Linked DNA regions of Gossypium hirsutum: region 2 is linked to region 1. Evidence: chromatin contacts called from public Hi-C data. All regions are on one chromosome and are shown on one strand. The core of a region is the stretch at or near the end of the contact, and the rest is flanking DNA. Distances in the headings are between cores, read along the strand shown.

The links. A called contact is a pair of places that touch in the nucleus more often than the background predicts.
Region 2: a Hi-C map of leaf shows a contact between it and region 1, with 2.3 times the contacts expected there. The contact joins the promoter of LOC107909655 here to the enhancer-like site in region 1. A contact is called at or near these places in 4 of 34 Hi-C or Micro-C datasets (callus and leaf).

What each region holds. Positions count from the first base shown.
Region 1 is chrD02:61,732,758-61,737,574 of Gossypium_hirsutum_v2.1, forward strand. No RefSeq gene overlaps it. Among protein-coding and RNA genes, the nearest start is that of LOC121215068, 53 kb to the right of the region's middle. Within about 2 kb of position 2,169, at least 4 of the 9 cell types and tissues checked have an H3K27ac peak or open chromatin away from gene starts, as enhancers often do. A contact at or near this core is called in leaf, where this site is marked.
Region 2 is chrD02:61,827,380-61,832,196 of Gossypium_hirsutum_v2.1, forward strand. LOC107909655 (protein RICE SALT SENSITIVE 3) reads right to left here and starts at 2,301. Exons shown (of 7, transcript XM_016837271.2): 1 at 2,013-2,301; 2 at 1,733-1,783; 3 at 1,465-1,638; 4 at 1,279-1,384; 5 at 1,135-1,176; 6 at 996-1,052; 7 at 103-875. The coding sequence starts at 2,149. The coding sequence ends at 390.

The DNA.
Region 1 (4,817 bases), core at 919-3,418:
ATGATGAGGGAAGAGAAAATGAGAGAGATGTGCATGCTACTTCAAAGTTATGCATTTTTCAAAGGTTTTATTTTCTATTCCTTCAATTTTTCACATTTACTAAGCAATGGATGGCAAGAAAAAGTAATTTTCTTTCCATTTCTCCAACCAAGCATACTTATGGAAAGAAAAATTATGTTTTATATCATTTTAGTTTTCTATCCCCTCAATTTTCCATCTTTCTAATTTACTTTCCTCTCAACCAAGCAAAGCATAAGGGTGTGCTTGATTGGGTGAAAGGAGAGATGGGAGGAGGGAATTGAAAAATGGAAGAAAAATAAAATTTCAGTATGTTTGGTTGAGAAGAAAAGTGAGAGGAAATAAAATAAGAGAGAGGATCATTTTCTATCCTAATGCATAAAAATCAATCATTTCGAATTGGAAAGATGGGAGGAGAGAAAATGAGATGTGTGTGTTAGTTCAAACTTATGCATTTTTTGAATGTTTTATTTTCTTTCCTTCAATTTTTCAACTCTACCAAGCAATAGATGAAAAGAAAAAGTAATTTTTTTTTTAATTTTTACATCTCTTCTATCAAACATACCTATGAAAAGAAAAATTATAGTTTTCATATCCTTCTAATTTTCTAATTTTCTTTCCGCCAACAAAGTAAAACCTGAATGAAACAAAGGAAGATTTGATTTTAGAATAAACTAGGTTGGGCAAAGTTACTCCAGTTTAACGAATTGCTTTACTTTTTATTATTATTTACTTTGTTTCTTTTTTTTTTTTTAGATTTTTAGTCTGGGGAGGCTTTTGCTTTTTTTTTTTTAATTTAATTTAATTTAATTATTTATTTTATTAAATTTTATGTGGTGTCACATCATACCAACACCGTTACTTTTTTCGTTAATAAATAAGTAATTTGACTCGAAAATGGAACAATGAAGACAAAATTGTTCCAAAAAAAAATTAAAGATCGAATTGTCTAAAAAATAAACGTTGAGGGCAATTTTTGCCATTATGCCAATTGTCTATCATAAATGTATTTGAGGCATATTTATATAAACCTTGACATTTTAATAATTCTTTATGTAAATTTTACACATTCTTGTATTTCTATCATCTTATTTGTTTTGTGTTTAATTATTTTTACCGCATTGTGTTTGTATCACATAAATATAATAATGTTTTGTCAAAAATTATCAATGCTAACTGATTGACATATTCTAATAATTCAATTTTGTGGAAAGTTTTAATTTTTCTTACTTTTTTATCATTTAAAAGTATTATAAAATATCATTTTAATAAATTTGATATCATGCCCACTACAACACATGGTTTATATATCTAGTAAATAATTTAAAAATGAAGGGTCTATATGTAACATAATTAATTTTCTGAGTTTATAATTTGTAAAATAGAAATACAGTAGACATATATCATTTGTTTTCTCCAATATAACCACTATTATATGCAAAACTAAGACATTTTGATCTTTAAACCACATAATATCTTGCAGCGTATAAAATAATAACTAGCACCTTATTTGGAGGGAAGGTGAAGCTTGTAAGATGTAAAGAGTACTTTTTCCCCCTAGAATTAAACATACCTCCGATATTTTATTGAGGAAAGTAATGTTACATCACTATCCAATAATTTTTGTGCTATATTATTGGCCAACACACAGTGAGTCTGGGTGTGCAAGATTATGTATCTTAATTGAAACACATTCTATGTTTGGGGTCCCTAGGCCACTAAATGGAAAATAAACCTCCCCCCATCTTCATTCCTTTTGCTTCTTAAAGCTGGAAAGAAATGAAAAAGTAAAATTATCCCCCAAAATATTTTGTTGTTCACTGAAAGAGACCCATGTTACCATAACCCCCTATCACTAAGGATTTTGTACACAAAATAAATCATAAGGGGTGCATATGACTACTTGATACATGTTTCTGCATTATTTCTGCTTACTCGAGTAATCCTTGTGCTTTAAATGGAGTTGTAATTTGATTTAATAATTACATATATATGCATAGAAAAAGAGAAGTAGGGATCGGGGAAATTTAATTGGGTTAAGTTATACTCCATTTGTTATATTTTTTCGGACTGTGATACGTGATAGCATAGTAAGCTATTTGGAGAATGTCACTTCACTTGTTACTAGCCAATCACCAAGGGACTGATGGTCCCGAAGGCTTGACCCCAGTCAACTTTTTGCCTTACCAGAATGGATCATTCCCGTGAGGCAAACAATCACTTGTTCTCTTGTTCAAAACGTGATTCCTTAGGCCACCAAATCTCACGTTGGTCTAACCACTCTACTTCAGGGATCATATGGAATGACCATATGCGTTTCATCACAAAAATCCTTCTCACACGTCTCTCAATGATGGTCTAATAACAGACCCGCCACATTAATCTCACCTAATACTGAACCTCTCTTATATATACCCTGAAATGATGAAGAAGGGATCAATCCTCAATCTAGCCCTGTTACTACCTCCAAAACAATCCTTTGCTATCTCAACCTTCTTGCTTGTTTCAACCTTCGACTCTTTGTTCAAATTAAATGAACCGGCCTCCACTAAGACCACCCCTCCCTCTTCTGTGTCTCCTCCATTTATTAAACCCATACACCAACACCATTATTTTTTTTAAAATTCATTATTATTTGATTCAAATTTAATCAAGGTATTAGGCATATTAACGGATAAAGGGGTGATTTATTGACTTGGTGCGAACAAGGGGGGGAATCATGGACAATTGGCTCCGCAGATTGGTGTTCATTTGGGTGAGTTGACCAGGTAAGGGCTAGGTGGTGGGGCAATGAATGTGATGAAATGAGTGTGAGTGAGGTGGTGAGGGACTGATTGGGTTTGAGCTGGATCTAGTGGTGGGAACCAATTTCACATGCTTGCACATGATGTCTTAACTTAGTTACCCTCCCAACTTCATCAGCATTTTTTCATTTCTATTCACTATTTTGATGAGTGGCCACTGCCCTATCCCCAGGGTAAGGATTTTGGACACTAATTATTCCACTCAACTCCACTCCCTCCTTAGCTATTTTCTCCACTTATGATTAGCCATATCTTTGTCATTGTCTAGCTAGTGCCTAATAGCGTACAAATCGTTCCATTTATTGGGATACCGTGTCTTCAGGAAATCGATGGAGATATGTTTTGGTTCCAAGTACGTTGATTTTGTGTCAACAACTAATTAGTTATAGAGGAGTTGGAGCGTTTAAATACAACTTTGAGTTTTATAGATTAAAAAGCAGCATTAAGATAGTTTATTTTCCATTAGAGATTTGAGTTTGATTTTGCATTTAATTAAAATTCAATATTATTATTATTAAATATTGAAAAATTTTGAGCTAAAACAAAAATAGCTTTCAACGAATCCAAATCATTACTAGAAATTAGGTGACAACTTCACCTTTTTAAAAATTTCAAACTTAGGTTAATCAATTCAAAAAGTTCATATCATTGTTTACAAAATAATAAATACATAATTTTATATTAATATTAATATATTTTATAATTAAATTTAAATAAAATTATTAAAAAATTAATTTAAATTCGAATCAAGCGTGCATGACATCAGTAAAGTTTTTTTTTTTAGTTATGGTGAGAAATAAAGAAATTATAGTTTTCATCATTTTACCAATTTCACATTTGATATTTCTTTTTTCGAACAATCTTATTATATGTTGTAATTATATTTGCTATTTTTTACACAATACATTGAGAACTATCGTAGTAATGCGAGTCTCAAAGCCTAATTTCAGACCCATGAATGTGCTGGGCTCATATTACATCAAGACCCAACAACAATGTCAAAGGCCAAGCAAATCAAACAAAGATTCAATCAAATATAATATTTGAGGATGAATCTTTTCGAGGAAAGGGGGAATGATACATGCATGGATGGGGTTTGTTTCTTGTGCATGATTTCTTTCTTATGATTTTTAGAAGTAGTTTTCTTCTCGATTTTCTTCAATGAGTCATGGAAATTCATTCTTCACCCTTCAATTTGTCAAGGATTATTTCTTGGGGGATTGATTAGAGTTATTAATTGAGTTTGTTGGGATTTATATCTCAAAGGATTTAACTGGGCATTTATCCTTCTATCCATCATAACCATTAGTTTACTCGTCCATCTTCCACTTTATTCTTTTTTAATTTCTATTTCTTATTTATTTATGATTTTTATATGCTTTTTTATTCTCAAATTTCTTGTAACATCCCTAACCCGTATCCGTCGCCGAATTAGGGTTACGAGGTATTACCGAACAAACACAACCATTTTTTTTTAAAACCAAACTGATCACAAACATGAAAATTAAATCATTTTCGCATAGCTATTTATAATATACAATTAAAATCTAACCAACATCGTACTCAAACCTATACATGCCATAAGATCAAGTTAAAATATTTAACAAAATACCAAAAGAAGTCGATAGTGTGATAGACTATGCTGATGATCCCCGAGCTCGTAACGCGTCTCCAAAATCTATAAAAACAAATGGACAAAATTAATCAAAGTAAGCTTTTATAGCTTAGTAAGTCTATAGCATATCTAAAAATACATATAAAAGAATCACATAATTCTTTAAGTAAATTTATTGAAATCACAAATATCAAATATAATTACTAACCAAACATTGCTATATTAAGTCATTTTGTTTAAATCTAAAAGAATGTATATTTAACTAATATACATAAACGGACAAAGGTATATACATTATATGCATATAATCAAGTTACTAACATAATCATTAACTGCATATACTGATTTCTAGAGTACTTATTATTCGCACTTCCTCGGAT
Region 2 (4,817 bases), core at 1,051-3,550, 95 kb after region 1:
ATTAATTTTGAAATAATTGAAGTATGATTCTTATCAAATAAATATGCATCATAACATACGGTATTCAGTGAAGGGTGCTTAATCATCTCAAGAATCATATACTAACAAGGAATTTAAGCTCATATATATATATATGAAGGGATCGGTGGAAGATGAAGATTCATGATAGTATATACTAGCTTGGAGCCTAGGGCTAAACAAAGCTTCAACAGCAAAGAAAGCTGTTACAGTTTAGTAGAAATTAACACCCCAATGGCCTAACTGAAACATTATAGAAATTAATGCACCGATCCATGCACAATCTACATATAAGAACTGGGCTATATGATATATATACTCCAAATATCACTCGCTATATATCAAAATCCATTGTTGGGCCTGCCGTTTGGTTACATTGAGAGGTGTTGATGATACTGTTGTTGGCGACGATATGCAGAAAAGGAGGTGCTGCTTTCACCCATATCTTGTTCAGGCTTATACTCTTCATCAATTTCTTCTTTTGCCACTTTCTCCATCCCAATGTATTCCACTGGCCTTTGCGATGATTGGAACTGCGACTGTGGATGAGACTCGCAGTAGCCGGAAGAAGCTTGCGGTGGTACAACTGATGGAAGCTTGGAAAGAAGGGCTTCAAGGCTGCTCATGGAAGGTGTTATTTTCATGGGCTGATTGAAGTGGTCGTAGAATTCAGGTGGTGGCGGTGGTGCAATTGTTGTCCCTGCTGGGAAATGCGCCCATGCTTCTGGTGTGCCATAGGCATCTACTTTGAAAGGGTAAGCAGAAGATGATGGGTGGGGCAAGAGTACTCCAGGAAGGCTTTCTATGTAGCTGAATTTCTTTCTCAGTAGAACTACATAACTCAGGTCTTCAATTACCTTTGAGTAACATAAATGAGAAAGAAAATGGAGATATATATGGTACTGTCAGGTGCATCACGATAGCAAACCAAATTGTGTGCTGTATGAACTTTAGAGAGAGAGAGAGAGAGAGAGAACCTTGTGAACAGCTCCTAGTTGCACAACACCTTCTCTAACTGCAATCAAGGCGATGGTCTGAAAAGATGTTCAATTCAAAGCAGGTAATTAGATCTACCTTAATTCTTGAGAGTTTTGTGATGTTGATATTGTGGTATACCTTTATTCCAGCCTGAAACTGTGCTTCCCATGTCCTAGGATGCTAGAGAAAACAAAGAAGATTTTGTGAGAAACGAGAGGAACCTGTAATCACCAAAGGGTGTAACTGTAAGCATGGATTGGACGGGCAAACATGTATGCTTACTGAGTCTGCAGAGTTATGCCATGCTGACAAGAAGTTGATTTCCTGCTCATTGGGTTCTTTGTATATCCACTTGTGACTGTGATCTGCAGCCACTTTTCCTATCAAACTGCCCACGTTAACAGATAAAAGGTCAGTTTACTTGAAATTAATATTACCAATTACCTAATAGCTTATACAAATTCTTACCCTTCTCCATAGTTGTAGATTTCATGTGACATCTTAAAGAAAAGCTCTGGTTGCAGTCCTTGATAATGTTGAAACTCACTGCTGCCATGGACTGAGGAACCATGACAGTCTCCGGAGTTTATTTCAGCTGCTGAGGCAGCAAAGTTGCAGAAACCATCTTCCCAAACTAATATCCTGCAATTTGTTCACTATCAACTGTAAGTAAGTTATAAAATATATGCATGGCATATTGTTTTCCATAAAGAAAAAAGAAACTGAAAACCTATACCAGTTTCTCCTGTTTCCTCTTGACCTGTCATAAGCTCCTTGGCCATCCCATCTATGATAAAAGTAATGGAAAAACAATTGTCTCAAAAAGGCATGAGAAAACCATAAATTAGTGAGAGATTATGACATCTGTGTGTTGTTTATCCATTGAATGAGTCAGATATGTTAGATCCTTTATCTTGGAAGAAAAGGAAACCTACTGCAGTACCCCTAAGGAGAAAGAAAAAGGAAAGCAGTATTAGTGTGTTTGTGTAATTTGGCTTTATGCTTAGCTTCCTTACTTGGGAGGTGGATAGTTTCTAGGTAAGATCCTCCAAAAGACTGCATAAACCCATTGAGAGTTCTCATGAATGCACAAGCTTCTTAGTGTGTGTTGAAGGAGATGAGTAACAGCTAATGGACTGAGATGTTCCTCCATCAAATTTCTTCACACTTTCTTTTAGACCCTCTCTTTCATTCTTTTCATTTTTTTTCCCTCCTCTCTACGGATATATCTTTCCTTAAAAGAAGGGAGAAGCCAGCATCTTAACCTCCTTTATATAAGCAAACCAACATGGAAATGTCACTTTTATACCTCTCTCTCTCTTTCTCTCTCTCTGTTACTGTATTGCATTTAATCATGCTTTAAATTTTACCAAAATGATTTTATGAGGCCCCACGATTTGCCCTTCTCGGTTCCCAACGGTTCTCCTTTATCAATCAACCCTCCGTTTTAAAAACAGCTCTCCTGTCCTGGTTGTATTTTCTCTTTCTACCCTTATCCCAATAAGGAAAATACCACTCTCAAACACAGACCAAACCTTATTCTTCTTATGCTAACATCATGAGTTTTGCCCCATTTCTGAGTATTTCTCTGAGGACCCATACACACATATCTCTCTTTCTATTCAACCCCAATGTTTTTTTTCCTTACCTATCTGACACATCTAGGTATAACCACTCATTTCAGTCCCAGGAACAACACTTACATTTCCACCATCTCTATTTATTCACTCAGTGTCGAGCTACTACGATCCATTGATTTCTTCTTCTTTAGCAGAGAATTTTTAAATGTTCATTTAGGTTACTTCTCTCACTTCCTCTCTCTCTCTCTCTCTCTCTCTCTCTCACTCTTTTCCCCCACCCCATTCTTTATCGCCATCATTTTGGTGCATCCAAGTGTCCCTCTATATGGGGCATATCAACAGCCAAATATGATCACACTTATTCCTTCGCTACTACATATATGAATGCAAGATTAAGAAGGTTTGATATAATATCAAAGATGTTCATGTATGTCTTGTGTATTTATTATATGTATTCTTGAATCTTAACTTGTATTCATGAATGAAAAGGAAGAAAGTGTGAGAGTTATAATTGATGAGATTTTCGGTTGTGATTGTGATATTTTATGATAGAAAAGTCAAATTTTGCTGCCAATCTCAATCCACATATGATAAGAATACGCATGGTTGATGCATTACGCCTGCATGACTTCTCAAATTGTCAAAGGTATGGCATTACCTGCCACATTCTTATAACGTGAAAGTATGTACAGATTGTGAGCATCAAAAAAATAAAGGACCCCACACTTGGAAGTGCTAGAGCACAAAAATCACATGATTCTATTCATTTTTTTGACAGATTTAATAAGTGGTCTGTTTGACTAGCTTGAGAGATGGAGACATTTTGTTGTAAATCTTGATGGATGGATGGATCACCTGGGAGGCTGTCAAGAAGAGGTCCTAAGGAAAGGGGTTTGATAATATAAGTTTAATACAGGGGTGTTTAAGAATAAAACAAATAAGTTGCAGCAATTAATATGGTAAATTGATCATCAGGGGGGAGAGCTGCTTTACAAACAGTTTTGTACACTTTGACATACACGGATATTGATGCAAAGATGTATGAGAGAACCAGTGTACTTTCTACTAGTAAGATTTTCATTAGTTTTGGGTCCTTTGGGATCTATCTTTCTCTTTCTCTCTCTGGGCTGCAGCTACATGATGACTAAAAGGAGCTTTCAGTGCTTTCAATTCACCTTCCTGACACCAAGAAAGTTTTGACAGACAATTATACTCTTGTATTTGACCGTCTGTTTATGACAAAATGAGATCATTAGCCCCTGTAATCATCCTCCAATTCACCACATTAATTATCATCAACCAACCGGCATTTCTCACCCCCTTTTTTTTCTTTGATAGCGACAGGCATGCCTATCTTCATATTCATATAGTTAATATATTCAGAATCCTATTAGACTCCTCCGAACGCAAAACTGTTGGTGTTATGGTTGTTGTTTAAAGTTGTGTAGGTCGTAAATGTACGGTCCCTTTGGCAAGGTGAAAACAGCAGTGTTGGGGACAGCCTCTGATGACTTGATGTCAGCAAAAGCCCAAGTGAAACTAGCTTGGATTTTACTGATATAATAAGAGGTGATTACTCTAGAAGCCATATTTATTTATAGCGATTCTTCTCCCTCTTACTTTTATACTAGTATATATGATATTATATTTCACCTTTTTCTTTTATTGTTGAATAGTTTGTGGAATAGTATTTTGGGAATAAGCTTAATAAGTATGGGAGACAAGAGTGGCACAAGAGTCTTGGTCAAGATAACAGGTGTTGAAGTACCCCATCCCTTTCTTCCATTGAGGAAATGGAATCTCTGCTCTCCCCATCCTTCCCAATGTCCCAATTTGCATTAAAAAAAAATATTTCAATTCTAAGAAACAACCAAAACAAGCAATAAATAATGACTGAAATTGTTTATATATATATGACAATGAAACACAATCCAATATTGCATACTTCAAAGCAGCCAAATATCCCTATTCTCCTACAATTCTTGCCTTGATGTTTAATGAAAATGAAGTTGGTATAGAGGGAGTCTAATTAATTTGATATTTGAATTTGGAATGTTGGATTTGTATATCATATAATAATATTAGAGGTACAGCTTTTGAGAAACATGGGTTATTGTTAAGAAGGGGGTTGGATGTTTGGTATCAATGATGTCCAAAGATCTAAATTTCAGTGTTTCTTGAAGTGATGAAATATCTTATCATCTAAACGGAACACTTTGTTTTCTACCTTTGTTGATCGAT